2 separate regions of the Zea mays genome follow, and region 1 is linked to region 2. The links are chromatin contacts, called in public Hi-C maps. All regions are on one chromosome and are shown on one strand. The core of a region is the stretch at or near the end of the contact, and the rest is flanking DNA. Distances in the headings are between cores, read along the strand shown.

Region 1 (7,059 bases), core at 1,579-4,078, 160 kb after region 2:
AGTAGTACCTGATCTACACTAGCACTAGTTTCCTACGAAACTCTACGGGCGAGCGAGACACGCACGCGCGTACGAGATGAGATGGATGAAAACAAAACGTACGTACGTTGTACGTACTCTACACAACTAGGTATAGCAGTAACATTGCCGTAGGAGTACTTGGAAAGCTGCTAGCTAGCTAGCCTCTGCAGATGGTCTTTTCAGAAAGGAGAAAACAAAAAAAAGCACCATCGTCGTCCGTCCAAGCAAGTTGCAGCGTACTTAGCGCCTGCCTCAACTCCCAACCCAAGTACGACCACACCGGCCACTAGAGAGAAGCTAAGGTACGCGCGCGCCTACAGCTGTCGTGCACACGATGTGCCGTCCCGGCCGATTCAACAACGTGCATGCTCTCTGTCTCTGTCTCTCTCCATGCATCTATATATCTATAGCTCCACTCCACACATCGGAAAGGCTTTTCTTTCGGCATGGAGGAGCTAGCTAGGGGCGGGGACACAGGCAGGGCACAGACAGCAGTGTGCGCTTGTCGCAGTCTGCACGGCATATGCATGGCGCACGTCGAAGAGGAGAAGGAAACTAATAACATGCATGAACACGGCTAGCCGCTTTAGGCTTTAGCTTTAGCATGCATCAGCGCCATGCTGTATCTATGATCTATCCCTCTCACACACAATGCAAGCTGAACACATGCATGTAATCCATGCATGGTGGAAAGTAACCATAATAATGTACTCCAGCTAGCGACCCTTTCAATAATTAAAGAACCATACATACAGAGAAGCCACGTACTGAACTGCATATGGCCCCGTACGCGCGTCGCTGAACATCTAGTCAGAAATAACATGCATGCATGGCAGGCTCTGCTGGATGCATGGCTCTTCTCGACTGTACGTACGTTCTAGGGATCGAGAGTAGCTAGAGCCACCACGATCGACGACGTGAATTGACGAGCTGTGCTGGCCGGACACGGGCCACCTGTTGGATGGTCTCGACAGGGGCCCGTTGTTTAGGGATCCCGAAAAGGAGAAGGGAAAAAATCCACATATGCATTGCCTTTGCAAGTTGCAGACACTACTACTCCAGTATGCCAGCCTTGACTTGAGAGCTGATGCACTCGAGACACGAGAGAATATTCTCGTGTCGTGTCCCTGCATGGGTCCATGGGGAAACATTCTGTTCAGCCTGCATGCATGCATGCATGTGTGTGAGGGGCCGGCCGGGGGGTTTCCCTCCCCGCAGATACTCCTTGTAATTGTAAACAACTCTATAGTAGTATCTCTGAGAGCATGCGTAGTACAGTCCATCAAACAGTCTACAAATATATTAATTACTTGTCTGTTTATATATATATTATATGTAATTATCAGTAGTATTTGGTCACACCATTTTCTCACAGAATTTCTCTTCTCTCCCCTCTTATTATCATCCCACTTCTTCCATCTCCACACAACTATGGTGTGGCAGCTTTTACACTTCACTTGCTTCACCTTAAAGCCCTTGAACGACTACAAAACATCGTAATGTGTAAGCAGGTGGAAATCGATTCAAAAAAAATGTACTTTGGTTATTGTTCAACTTTTTTTTTGGAAACCATAGTATATCCATCAATAGGGCGTACTACAAACTTATGCACACTCACGTGCAAAAGTTGAGATGCGAAGTCAAACTGAAAAGGCTATATATATATGAAAGAGCTAGAGTCCTATCTAGACACATATTTTGTCTTTTAGTGCACATACGTTTGAAAAATCCTTGTTCTATTGAGAGTTTTTAAAAAGCGACTTAATTTGCACCACAACTTTTATGCGAGTATATATATACACACACACTATGGATGTGCCTAACTTAGTTTTCTTTAATTAAACGCTAAAACACATTTTTATAATTGGTTTACATATGCAACATGTTGGAACTTGCTCTCTGCCGCAAGTAGGCCAACAAGGGTGAACAGTGGTGAAAGCGCCATGCTGCGACATACAGAGGCAGCGACCGAGGGCGGCCGGTGCACCGTGCGCGCCCATGCTAGGCTATAGCTGCTGCCGCCGGCCTCGCTTGCGCGCACGTCGCGGAAACCGCCAAACCGCGCAGGGCCTCGCACTCGCGCGCACGCAAAACCATACACATGCATGCATGCGCGCGCGCGGCCGGCGGGGTCCGGTCCGGCCGGGCGGCCGAGTGCCGCCTGCCGATCCCAGTCCAGCGGGCTGCGGGAGCAAGGGCGACGACGACGCGCGCACGTCGCGAAACCCCCACTCCCTCGGGATCGATCGCGACAAAAACCAAAAAAAAAACGCACGGTCATGGGGGCACGTGAAAGCGTACGCGTGCGCGGCGGGCGCACCGTGCGCACGTTGGACCGAGCGCGGAACGGAAGGCCCGAACCCGAAGCGGCCAAACCCGCCGCGGAAAACGTACGAGCGGGGAAGGAGGCGTGGGCGCCCATGCTGCTGGGGCCGCCGTTAGCCTCGCCGGCGCGCGATCGTACCGCGCGGCGGCGGCTTTTTTCCATGGGCGGTGCCGCCCCGCCGGCGGGCCCTCCCTAGTCCCGTCGCAAGCGGCCGCTGGTTTGGTTGGTCGCTTCGCTCGGCAGAAAGCGAGCACTGTTGACGGGTTGGCGCGGCGCGGGGGGCTCGCTTTTCTTGCCGTCGACTCGTGGCTGGCTGCACCACCTGACTGGCGGCGGGCCCACCGAGGCGGGGAAGTGGGAGGAGACAGGCCGGATCCGCGACCGGGGCGGGGAGGGCCCCCCGCCCCACGTCTGTCTGCTCTGGGAAGTGAAACCAAACCAGCAGACGAGGACGAGACAAGCCAGCCAGCCAGCCCCCGTGTTGCTGCCGCCGGCCGCTCTCTGCCCGCAGCCCACAGACAGGAGGGGCGTGGGGGGCCCGGGCCGGAGAGAGCCACCTCGCGACTCGCGCCGTCGCCGCTCGCAACGACTTTAACTGCCACATTTATGGCCCTGCTATAAAACAAACTGCCGCATTTAAGACGCTACCGGCCTGAGAGAGATTCGGGCAGAATGGGGAATGCAGATGCATCAGTGGTGCAGCAGTGCTACAGTACCAGCGTATTGCATTGCATGTTGCATCGCCGGAACGCGAGCAAGATTCCTTCGTCGTGACCGCTCCACAACGACCCTTGCCTTGGCTTGCACTGTCAGGTGGAAGCATTGTTCACTGTCGGATACGTACATGAGATCATGTGTGCGACAGACTGTACAGCAAACAGCTAGCTCACATCACAAAACATGTGGCCGGGCGCACACAGACTAATAAGCTCTCGTTAATTTAGTGTACGCCGACCGCGCGCGTCGGTCTCACTTTGCTGCTTTGCATCAGATCAGGTAGGTAGGTAGGTTATATATGTCATTTTGTTAAGAACCATTTGCTAATTAACAACCTGCGCCGTTTTGGCGCCAAAGTTTTCAGACAGAGTTAGGTCAAACCAATCCTCTCTTCTATTTTATTCATCAACGCGTATTAACACAACCAACCACGTATAGAACGACTCCTAAAAAGAGGCTCTTTCTTCTGCAGTTGTTTTCTTTCTTTCTCATAATGTATGAGCTTCGAAAAGTTCAGCAATTGCTTGCTGCACTTGGATTACACATGTTCATTGGTCGAGTACGTGTCGTTTCAGCTGGATTTGATGCTGCGATGTAGTAACCAGCTATAGTGCACGCGTGGGCCCTTTTTATCACCCCCAAACCCACCTTTAAGGAAATCGTAAAGGAGATACGTACATCTCTATCTAGCTTCAACGAAAGGTGCGTGCCAAAAACAATGGCAGATGACTAGATTTTGTGATTGGATGATATGGAAAGCAATTATTAATCATCTTTTGATATCTCGCGGTCGGATTCATTTGATTGATAGAGAGCCGGCGTTCCACTTTTCATATTTTTGCCCCTACTAGCAGACAGTGGCTCTGTAACTTCCAATATGGATTTGTGGGACTGAAGGGTTAATTATTATCTGTATTCTGTATAATCGGTGGCTGTATGTACGATATAATCATTTTGAAACATAACGGTACATTATTTCTCATTCCTGTCCAAGAAGCTTAAGTCATGTATGGATCTAACTAACAACAGGCTAACTAACTTCTTAGTCTATGATGATCCAAATATACAAACTAAAATATGAGTCCGCTAGTTAATAGGACTAGTAGTTGTTAGTTTCATATATCAATCCAGTTGTTACTCTCTGGTAACATCAATCTAACAAGAGTTCAGTCCATGCTGTTTGTCTCACGCAAATATATGTGTTACGTTGAACGCCATTCGATAGTGGTATATTATCAACTTATCTTGTGGTTAATATGATTAGCAAAAGAATAACACCATTTGTCACTATATTTTACTTCTATAGTATAAGTAGTTTTTAGGAATACCGTGTTAGAGAATTTGTGCTTGGCCCAAACAATAGTTCCTATGTATCCCAAAGGTCCAATCACGCATGTATGGTACAGTGATAACTTTAGTACCACATTGCTAATTCAGGAGGAGTGATGCCAACTTAAATAGTAGAGTTATCTCTATCTAATTGAAACTATTGCGGAGATGTAACGAGAGAACACACGTGCACGCTCGCCCTCGCCTTGTCGGGCCTGGCGATAGGCAATGGGCGTGAGCGCGCGACATGTGTGTGAATGTTCCAGCGATTTCTCGCTTTCGACCTTGCGGTTGGCGTGGCTTTCTTTTGCTACTTCGTATTTTTTGCATGAAAAATTGTGCTGGCCTATTTTGGTAAGCAATTATTCTCGTATTAATTGTGATTGATCCAATTGATTGATTGTGAGTCAATCAAGTTATTGTGATTACGCGGCCAATTACTCGCCTGTTTTTTGCCGCGTCGTGTGAATATAATGGGGACATCGTCCTCAAACACAGAATTTTCATCTACTCGTTCCAAAGCGTTGAGCTGCACTCGTCTTCCCCATCCCATCGACGACGTGCCATCGGGGTTGGGAGAGCAGGATCTCCGAAGTCTACGTCCCTTTGTGTCCCTGCACGGAGTAGGGGTCGTATCAGGTTTTTGAGAAACATCGCCACGACTGATCGTTGTTCGTCTACTTCCTCTACGCCAACGTCGTGGTTCTCGTAGGTCTGCTCGTCTACTATTGCGTTGTTCTAGCACCGACAACCCTACTATGAGAATGTCTATACTTTCTCTATCGTTTGTTCTCATATTCTTTCTATCACTAGCACTAGATTATGAACTGCTAGTGAGTTATATATACGAAACATATTGTTGTTCCTTTTAAATTTGTTGGAATCAATTTGATCATCACTAAATTGCCTTTATATCCAACAATCTAAAAACATGATAGGAATTCAGTGATGGGTAATTACTATTATGCGATGAAACCAGATAATTCACTGGTGTGAATGTTAAGAGATGACAGATGAGATCCCAGTTGTGGCTCTCGGCTACGGACGTATTTTGAGTAATACTCCCGCACTACCTCTCGGATCTATGAAGGAGGTACAAGAGTTTACTCCAGCTTGTCGTTGAAACTCCTCGTCCAACTTCATACAGTCTTCCAATTCCTTACGCTCAGTGTCGGTGTTTTGAAACCCGGGGGGTCCCTGGACCGATGAGTGAATTGTCGCCGCGTGCCCCAGCCCAGATGGGTCGACGCGAGGCGGAACGCGAAGGGGGGAAAGGAAGCAGCCGGAGAGAGGCGGACGTGAGAGAGTGGATCCCGCGGCCTTCGTGTTAGCCCCGCGCCTGAGTCGGGTGCGCTTGCAGTAGGGGGATACAAGCGTCCACGCGGGAGTGGGAGCGAGCGGCCTTGCGCGAGCGCCGTCCCGTCCTTCTCCGCGCGGGCCAACCCTCTGTAAGAGGGCCCTGGTCCACCCTTTTATAGGCGTAAGGAGAGGATCCAGGTGTACAACGGGGAGTGTAGCAATGTGCTACGTGTCTAGCGGAGGAGAGCTAGCGCCCTAAGTACATGCCGTCGTGGCAGCCGGAGAGGTTTTGGCACCCGGTTCGTGTGATGTCGTGGCCGTCGGAGGAGTGCTGGAGCCTGGCGAGAGGGCATCTGTCGGGGCTGTCGAGTCCTTGCTGACGTCCTCTTGCTTCCGTAAGGGGGCCGAGAGCCGCCATCGTCACAGAGCGTGCGGGGCGCCATCATTGCCTATCTGGCGGAGCGAGCCAGATGGGACGCCGGTCTTGTTCCCCGTAGCCTGAGTCAGCTCGGGGTAGGGTAATGATGGCGCCTCCTGTCGACGTGGTCGGTCCGCGCCCTAGGTTGGGCGATGTGGAGGCTCCTCCGAGGTCGAGGTCGAGTCTGTCTCCCGTGGCCGTGGTCGAGTCCGAGCCCCTGGGTCGGGCGAGGCGGAGACCGTCGGCTGAGGCCAGAGCTGAGTCCGAGCCCTGGGGTCGGGCGAAGCGGAGTCCGTCGTCTCCTGGGGCTGAGCCCATGTCCGAGCCCTGGGGTCGGGCGAGGCGGAGTTCATCGTCTTCCGGGGTTGAGCCCATGTCCGAGCCCTGGGTCGGGCGGAGCGGAGTTCTTCGTCTTCCGGGGTTGAGCCCATGTCCGAGCCCTGGGTCGGGCGGAGCGGAGTTCGCCGTCTTCCGGGGCTGAGCCCATGTCCGAGCCCTGGGTCGGGCGGAGCAGAGTTCGTCGTCTTCCGGGGTTGAGCCCATGTCCGAGCCCTAGGTCGGGCGGAGCGAAGTTCGCCGTCTTCCGGGGCTGAGCCCATGTCCGAGCCCTTGGTCGGGCGGAGCGGAGTTCGCCGTCTTCCAGGGCTGAGCCCGAGTCCGAGCCCTGGGTCGGGCGGAGCGGAGTTCGCCGTCTTCCGGGGCTGAGCCCGAGTCCGAGCTCTGGGGTCGGGCGGAGCGGAGTTCGCCGTCTTCCGGGGCTGAGCCCGAGTCCGAGCCCTTGGTCGGGCGGAGCGGAGTTCGCCGTCTTTCGGGGCTGAGCGCGAGTCCGAGCCCTAGGTCGGGCGGAGCGGAGTTCGCCGTCTTCCAGGGCTGAGCCCGAGTCCGAGCCCTGGGGTCGGGCGAGGCGGAGTTTCCTATGGCGCCCGAGGCCGGCCTTGGCTGCTGTCAG
Region 2 (6,743 bases), core at 2,115-4,614:
CACACTTCTCATGATGGAGGGAGAAATATGCAGCCAAATAGTTTCGGATATTTGACTTAAGACACCCCCAAAGTATCGTTTATTTAATATTGGAGGGAGTAACTATTTATTACTATTTGGCTGAGCATCTTTGTTGGCAATATTACACGCTATCTCCACCAATATAGGAACTATTATATATAAGCCGTATGTTAGGCTAATAACCAATATTTCACATGGCACAAGGTGAATCTATGGTTTAATTAAACATATGGGTTTGGGTACCTATAAAGCCTTATATTCATGAACAAACAAAAATCCAAGGAAGCCCTTTTATATACATGTATGCATGCATAGAGGAAAGTAAAGGGGAGGATATATATCACTCCTTTTTATAGGGCCTAGATTCTTGCAGATGATGAGATGAACCACAGCAATTTGAGCGGGGTAGTGTGCGTGCTTAGATAAGAAGCACTAGAGAAGAAGCTGAATTTAATTAGAAACTAATACGGACTTGTCGATCACTCCGAAGAGAGCAATCTATTTTCCGTGTTACTTCTACTGGGAAGATCCTAATGAGATCTCAGAGTGAGTGATGAATCAGCGGAAATTACGACAGGGAGTGCATGTGTTAGTGTGTACACCTTTCAATCCACTGACAAGTAGCATTAGCTGACAAATGGAGCTGAGGTCTCAGCAGCACTGACGTTAGTGATCGACTTTACAGTACAGTTATTATCTATCGACCCGCATCATATATTGTTTGTTTTTATATATATCCAGTGAGATATTCTTCTAAACCGCCCGTCCGGTTAATCGTCCCTCTTGATTTCTTGCACGGAATCCATTAATAAATCCTGTACAGATTTTAGGCCTGCACGTACAACGTACCATGCCTGGAAGCGTTTAAACTACGCAGTACGCACGTTCTTGATCGAGCTCTCGAAACAAACCTATATATCTGTTTGAATATTTGTTCCAGCATTCTGGGCGTTCAGTTTTCTCAGGCTGGGGTGGTACAAAACAAACACGTACGCGCGAGCGAGCACGAGTCTGTAGCTCTCAAGCATACATTCATATACATGCATGACATGTATGAATGGTGAAGATTAAAGTATTAAACCCTAGCTAGACCAAGAACAGTATTTTTCGTTTATTTATATATGAACGTAAACTTGACAAAGGTGATGTTAATGTGTGTCAATTCATTCGCATAGTTAGTTTGTCATAACGCAGCGATAAACGTATGTTAAGCTAGCTGTTACCGTCCCATCATGATGAGTGGAGGAAAAGAACAATTTTGATTTCTGAATCATCTCCTTGTGTGCATAATTGCCTTCGTACAATTAGAATAAAACTTTTGACTGGACTACATATGCCGCGGGAATAAAAAAACAGAAACGTTTAACATTCGCATGCATGCACAAACACTACAGTATGCTCCACTGTCCAGGTTAGCGTTTGCACAAGCTCATCTACATTCCATGTGATTGTTTAGCTGCACCGTCTCGTCCCGCGTCACCACGTGCGTTGACTTTAGCTAAGTATGTGTTTTGTTGTCTGCACGTGTGAAACGTAGACTGCATGGATAGATGCAAAATAAGTTATATTGGTTGCATCCACATGTACGCCCAAAACGAACGTACGCGGTCGGCCAGGCTCACACGAGATTGTACACGTGGGTGTGTGTACGTCCTACTTTTAACTTCGAGTCTTTGACTATATAAAAATTCCATAATCGATACATTATTTTATTACAATAGTACTAAAAGAAGCCAGTATCTTTCGCTAGCTGAGAAGATCTAGAAATAGCCACCACAATTATGAAGAAAAGAAAAAGGGGAAAGACGGGGAAAAAAACGTTGGAATTTACGATGATTAGACGACTTAGGTTAAACAAAAGAGCCTATGAGTAACACAATTGATAAACAGAAAATTTGGAACAATAAATTAAGAAAACAAACTCATACAAGTTGTGAAAAAATGTTTAAATTAAGAATCCATATAAAAATGATAAAAAGTAAAAATTAAAAATTGTAACATCGATCTAAGAATTCATGCCACAAATACGGTTTTTTAATACAGATAGGTGTTTTAGTCAGCGAATGTTGACTAACGTAAACAATACTAAAGATTTGTTTTTTTATCCGTTGCTTGATTGAATGAACTGAGACCACGTACGGCGAGGAAATTAAAGGTTATTGAGAGCTTAATTCTTTTTGACTAATATTCACATCGTCATTAGCTGTTCTCACTTGATAATATAAAATTCTACACAGGTTGTTGGTTAAAATGTCGTATTTGACTATTGGAGATTGCGTCAATAACTTATATATATCTGTGGCCAGAGAAAGTACATACGTGAAAAAGAAAAAAGCAAAGGCGCGGCACTCTTCCTTAATCAAATAGATGCTCTATCTGTCCCCCTTCTTATATATATAGTTGCACACAGATCCATTAGAGGCCTGCATGCCTACTATATTTTCGCTGTGGTTAATTTGGTCTATCTTTATCAGTTTCGTGCTAGACTGTCGACCAAATTATTTAAAGTGTGCTAGCCGCTTTATTTAAACCAGCCTCCTGAGCCGATTCAGGTCAACTGTTCAGACCTCGCTCCAACCACAACTTCCTGGCCTGATCAGTCTATCCATATTCCCTGAAAAAATGTCAAGGGAAGGGATTGGACCGGTGGTTCAACCATGTATGGGTTAGCTGCACCTAAGTATGAGTGATCATCACTTGTCGATCGGTTGTGCGCGCATGACGGGATGCTGAAACGACCTGGAACCTGCGAGCATGCTCATGCATGCATGCATGCAATGGGCTTTAGCACATGACTGCCGTAGTGGGCACAGCAAGAAGACATGGGATGGGATGAAGGGACTCGCGGCCGCAGCATGCATGGCTACCCATTTTCAGCATGTTTCATCAGCGACCTAGGATTCCGTTCCTATACGGTCTCATTCGTGAATTCTTCAGTAGTGGATCAGCAGAAAGATGTGCACGCAGACGCAGGGCAGCTTGGTTAGCTGGGGTAGGGTAGCAGAGAGACACTAGACAGCCCAGCAGCCAGCATGACTATGAGCAGCAGGAGGGTATGGTGGTTTCAGCTGCAGCAACCAAAAAGCTCACACATCCCACAGGCTTGTCTTGTCCAACGGTTCATCCGCCAAATGGCGGCAGGCCGCAGGTTGCGATCGACACGACACTTGAAAAGATGCCATTTGCAGACCAAAAAAAACACGAGATAAAGGGCTGGGTCCAGCCAATCTAAACACGGGCCAAAGAATCATCCCAGCCCGCCTGCAATCTAGTCTTTAAGCGTAAGCCCATTTCAACAAGGAAACAGTAGTACTTGCCTCGTGATGCGCTGCATTGGGCCCTTTCAGCCGCCGAGCCCACCAAAAGGAGAAAAGCGGGTCGAATGGTCGCTGGCAGGCCGGACTGGGCCACCGTGTCAATTTTGCCGGTTGCCGCTGCTAGATTGTTTATGCATAGCAAACTACTACTCCGACACACGGCGAGCTGCAGCCTGCAGACCTTGGAACTGGCAACCTGCACGAGTAGCACTGGTTCTTCTGCACCGACTTGCACGGGCACGAGAAGCGGGAAAAGCCTGCAGCCGGAAAGGCGGCGCCTTTTTCCCCATTAACAGCTAGGCAGCAGCTAGCAGTGTCTTACTAAAATAAGTAAAATTTAAAATGGTTTGATTTAGATTAAGGGGGTGTTTGAATGCACTAGAACTAATAATTAGTTGGCTAAAAATTGTTATTAAAATTAGCTAGCTAACAAATAACTACCTAACTATTAACTAATTTACCAAAAATAGCTAATAGCTGAACTATTAGCTAGGGTGTTTGGATGTCTCAACTAATTTTAGCCACTAACTATTATCTCTATTGCATTCAAACATCTCCTAAACCTAAAGGCACTTTTTTTTATTGGATGGAGGCAATGACCATATACAGTAATGTTTGAAAGCGAGAAACTGATGCATGCATGCATGATCACGAAAAGTTTAAAGTGCGCACGAGTTATTTCCATCTTTGCAGTCTACCCGGCCGCACGCCATAGCCAGAGATTAATCGTCGTCAGGCTCTGTACGAAATGCAAAGTGCTGTTTCATTTGTGTGGTTCAGTTCGTCCCCCCTAGCCTCTACAATTACTTTCAACTGCGAACCGGTCGGTACTGTACGCTGACACTAGAGTCCAAAGTGCACTTTCATGCATGCATGCAAACCAATTGTGCACGTGTGCAAAGCGTACATGCATGGAAAAGAGTACTGCGGTTTTAGCAAGCTTGGCAACATTTAAACCTTTTATTGCTACGACTGTTTCTTACGGGGAAAAAAGTCATCTTGCTGTAAATAAAGCATGCAAGCATACATATAAACGGATCGGTTTGCATAGTCCTGCGCCTGCTCAAGTTGCCAACGGGCTGTAGGATGGACGCACGAAATCGTGATGCATGCATGCCGTCGCCATTTTCAGCCGACCCAATCTCTCACTTTTACAAACGTGAGGTTGCGTGCTTCATTTCGAACCACGCATCACCAATTTATTGCAAAGGAGCTGCTGCTATTGTGCTGGCTTTTCCACCGAGACTTTTGAAATAAAGTCGCTGTTGTGCTTGGCCTATATATTTGCAGCAGATCGATTCCACTTTTTTTTACATATGGAAATATAAGCTGATTCGATCGTAGTATAATTAAGGCAGTTTGTTCTGAAACTGATCTAGCTAGCACGATGCATGGGGTGAGTGTGCATGCATGCATGCTATGATTTATAAGTGTTTGTGTCTGTGTGTACTGCGATTCATAAAAAAAAAATTCTATAAAAACACGCACAAAACTATTAATTTATTTATGTATTAATCAGGTGTAGGCATGCTTATTGAATCATATGTACGCACAGACTATTGTGGATCAATAACAATAAGGAAATAAGGAGAGGGCAACAAGTGTACTGCACTTGTGGTTTTATTTTAATGCGGAGATCAGATCAAAAAGTATATCTAAATCTCTTTAGTTAGGTGGTATTGGGTCGGTGACTTCGTGCCCAATCACATCCCACGATGAACCAAAGTAGCTAGGAACAGACAAGTACATGAGATGATTCCGAACCAAATTAATTCCAGGGGGACGCAACGCAATGCTTTGTGTTCGTACGTGCCACACAACAGTGACATGCCATATATATATATATATATATATATATATATATATATATATATATATATATATATATATATATATATATATATATATATATATAATTATAATTAACCGTGCGAGAGACTGGAGACCAGTCTTCACACTAGAGGTGCCAAAGTGTGTCGCACTATTTTATGCAACCGTATCGACAAACAAAACTGGCATTATATTGGTGCATGTCGTGGAACGCCAAATCTCTCTCTCGATCTCGCGTTAGTTTACAATTGTTCAGCCAACCGTTGCACTAGCACGTACGCCCATGTACATATATATGCAACGTACGTAGCGTCGGCCAGGATCGGTTGCAATCTAGCATAGTGACACTTTTCGAACAACAAGGAAGAAACGACAGGCACTCGATCGTGAACACTTATTATATATTAATTAGTTTGGGAGAAATTTCTATAGATATACGCTTTATATAAAACCGCCCAAGTCTTGTCCTGTTCATGCAGCAGGCGGGTAGTATATATATCCTGTCAAAAGATGCAGAAGCTAGCTAACTAGGCATGCATATGATTCAAACTGCATGTGTGTGCCGGATCAACCAAATCAGTCTACTACTGTTTTAAAGCTATAGCTCTACCTAATACTACAGTATATAAACAAAGAGTTCGATGCATACACACAAATCCAAACCTAACCTGCTACCTTTTTTTATTATATATATTAGCTTGCAAGAGACAAACTCTCCACTTTGTATGTATGATACACGCCACTACTTAAGCACTAGCTAATAGCCATGTAGCATTGCAGTTTGCATGCATGCTTGTCCAAGCTACAATGAAAAGGTATCAGTGATCCATGTGCTCAACAGACAGTGAACCGCTGAGTTTTCGGTTTTCGGCACTTAAGCTTGTACGTACAATCTACAAGCTTCATTCATCCCTTTTTAATTTGCTTTGGAGAGAGGAGATCGAGAGGGAGGGAGATCGACAGTGATTGCAAGAGAGTAGGGACAAGAGGCAGAGGAAAAGAAAAGGCGCGGCGGGCGAGCCCACGCACGCATGCCAACCAAAATGTGAACAAAACCACCGTACGTACGTGTCTTTCCATATCATCCAATGATAAAATCCAGTCACCTTCCATTACACAAAACCACTGTATACTTCTTGGGCATGCAAGGCAAGCTGCCTCTAGCTTTATTTATTTCTGATGCAATGCAACGACGGCCTTAGCTTGCTTGCTTTCTGCACTCCCAAACAACACTACTCTCTATGCTATTGTTGCATGCATCGCATCTACCTAGATCGATGAAAAGGCCATCGATCGAGCTTGCTTGTAATTATTTGAGTTGATTGTAACTGCCAGCGGCAGCTGTCAGCTAGCTTTGCACAGGTAGCAGTTCCACTTCCGAAGAAAACAAGCTGTGTACAGGGACCTCTTCGAGAGGTTCGGTGCCGACGTGGCAAATCGTCGCCAAGACATAAACAAATGCAGATCCGGTAGAAGCTAGCATGCATGTCGCGTACGAACGTAGTATTCACTACGTGCATGCACTTACGGCAAAGCAATTAAAGTGGGCGAAAATGTTTATGGCCAACACGTATG

Evidence for each region. Hi-C and Micro-C count contacts between places; a contact is called where the count stands out from the background.
Region 1: a contact with region 2 is called in a Hi-C map of leaf, with 2.7 times the contacts expected there. The contact joins two enhancer-like sites. A contact is called at or near these places in 6 of 25 Hi-C or Micro-C datasets (bundle sheath, ear, leaf and 2 more).

Annotation. Positions count from the first base shown.
Region 1 is chr7:176,041,858-176,048,916 of Zm-B73-REFERENCE-NAM-5.0, forward strand. No RefSeq gene overlaps it. Among protein-coding and RNA genes, the nearest start is that of LOC100193693, 29 kb to the right of the region's middle. Within about 2 kb of position 2,829, at least 19 of the 20 cell types and tissues checked have an H3K27ac peak or open chromatin away from gene starts, as enhancers often do. A contact at or near this core is called in bundle sheath, ear, leaf and 2 more, where this site is marked.
Region 2 is chr7:175,876,922-175,883,664 of Zm-B73-REFERENCE-NAM-5.0, forward strand. No RefSeq gene overlaps it. Among protein-coding and RNA genes, the nearest start is that of LOC100276089, 38 kb to the left of the region's middle. Within about 2 kb of position 3,365, at least 18 of the 20 cell types and tissues checked have an H3K27ac peak or open chromatin away from gene starts, as enhancers often do. A contact at or near this core is called in bundle sheath, ear, leaf and 2 more, where this site is marked.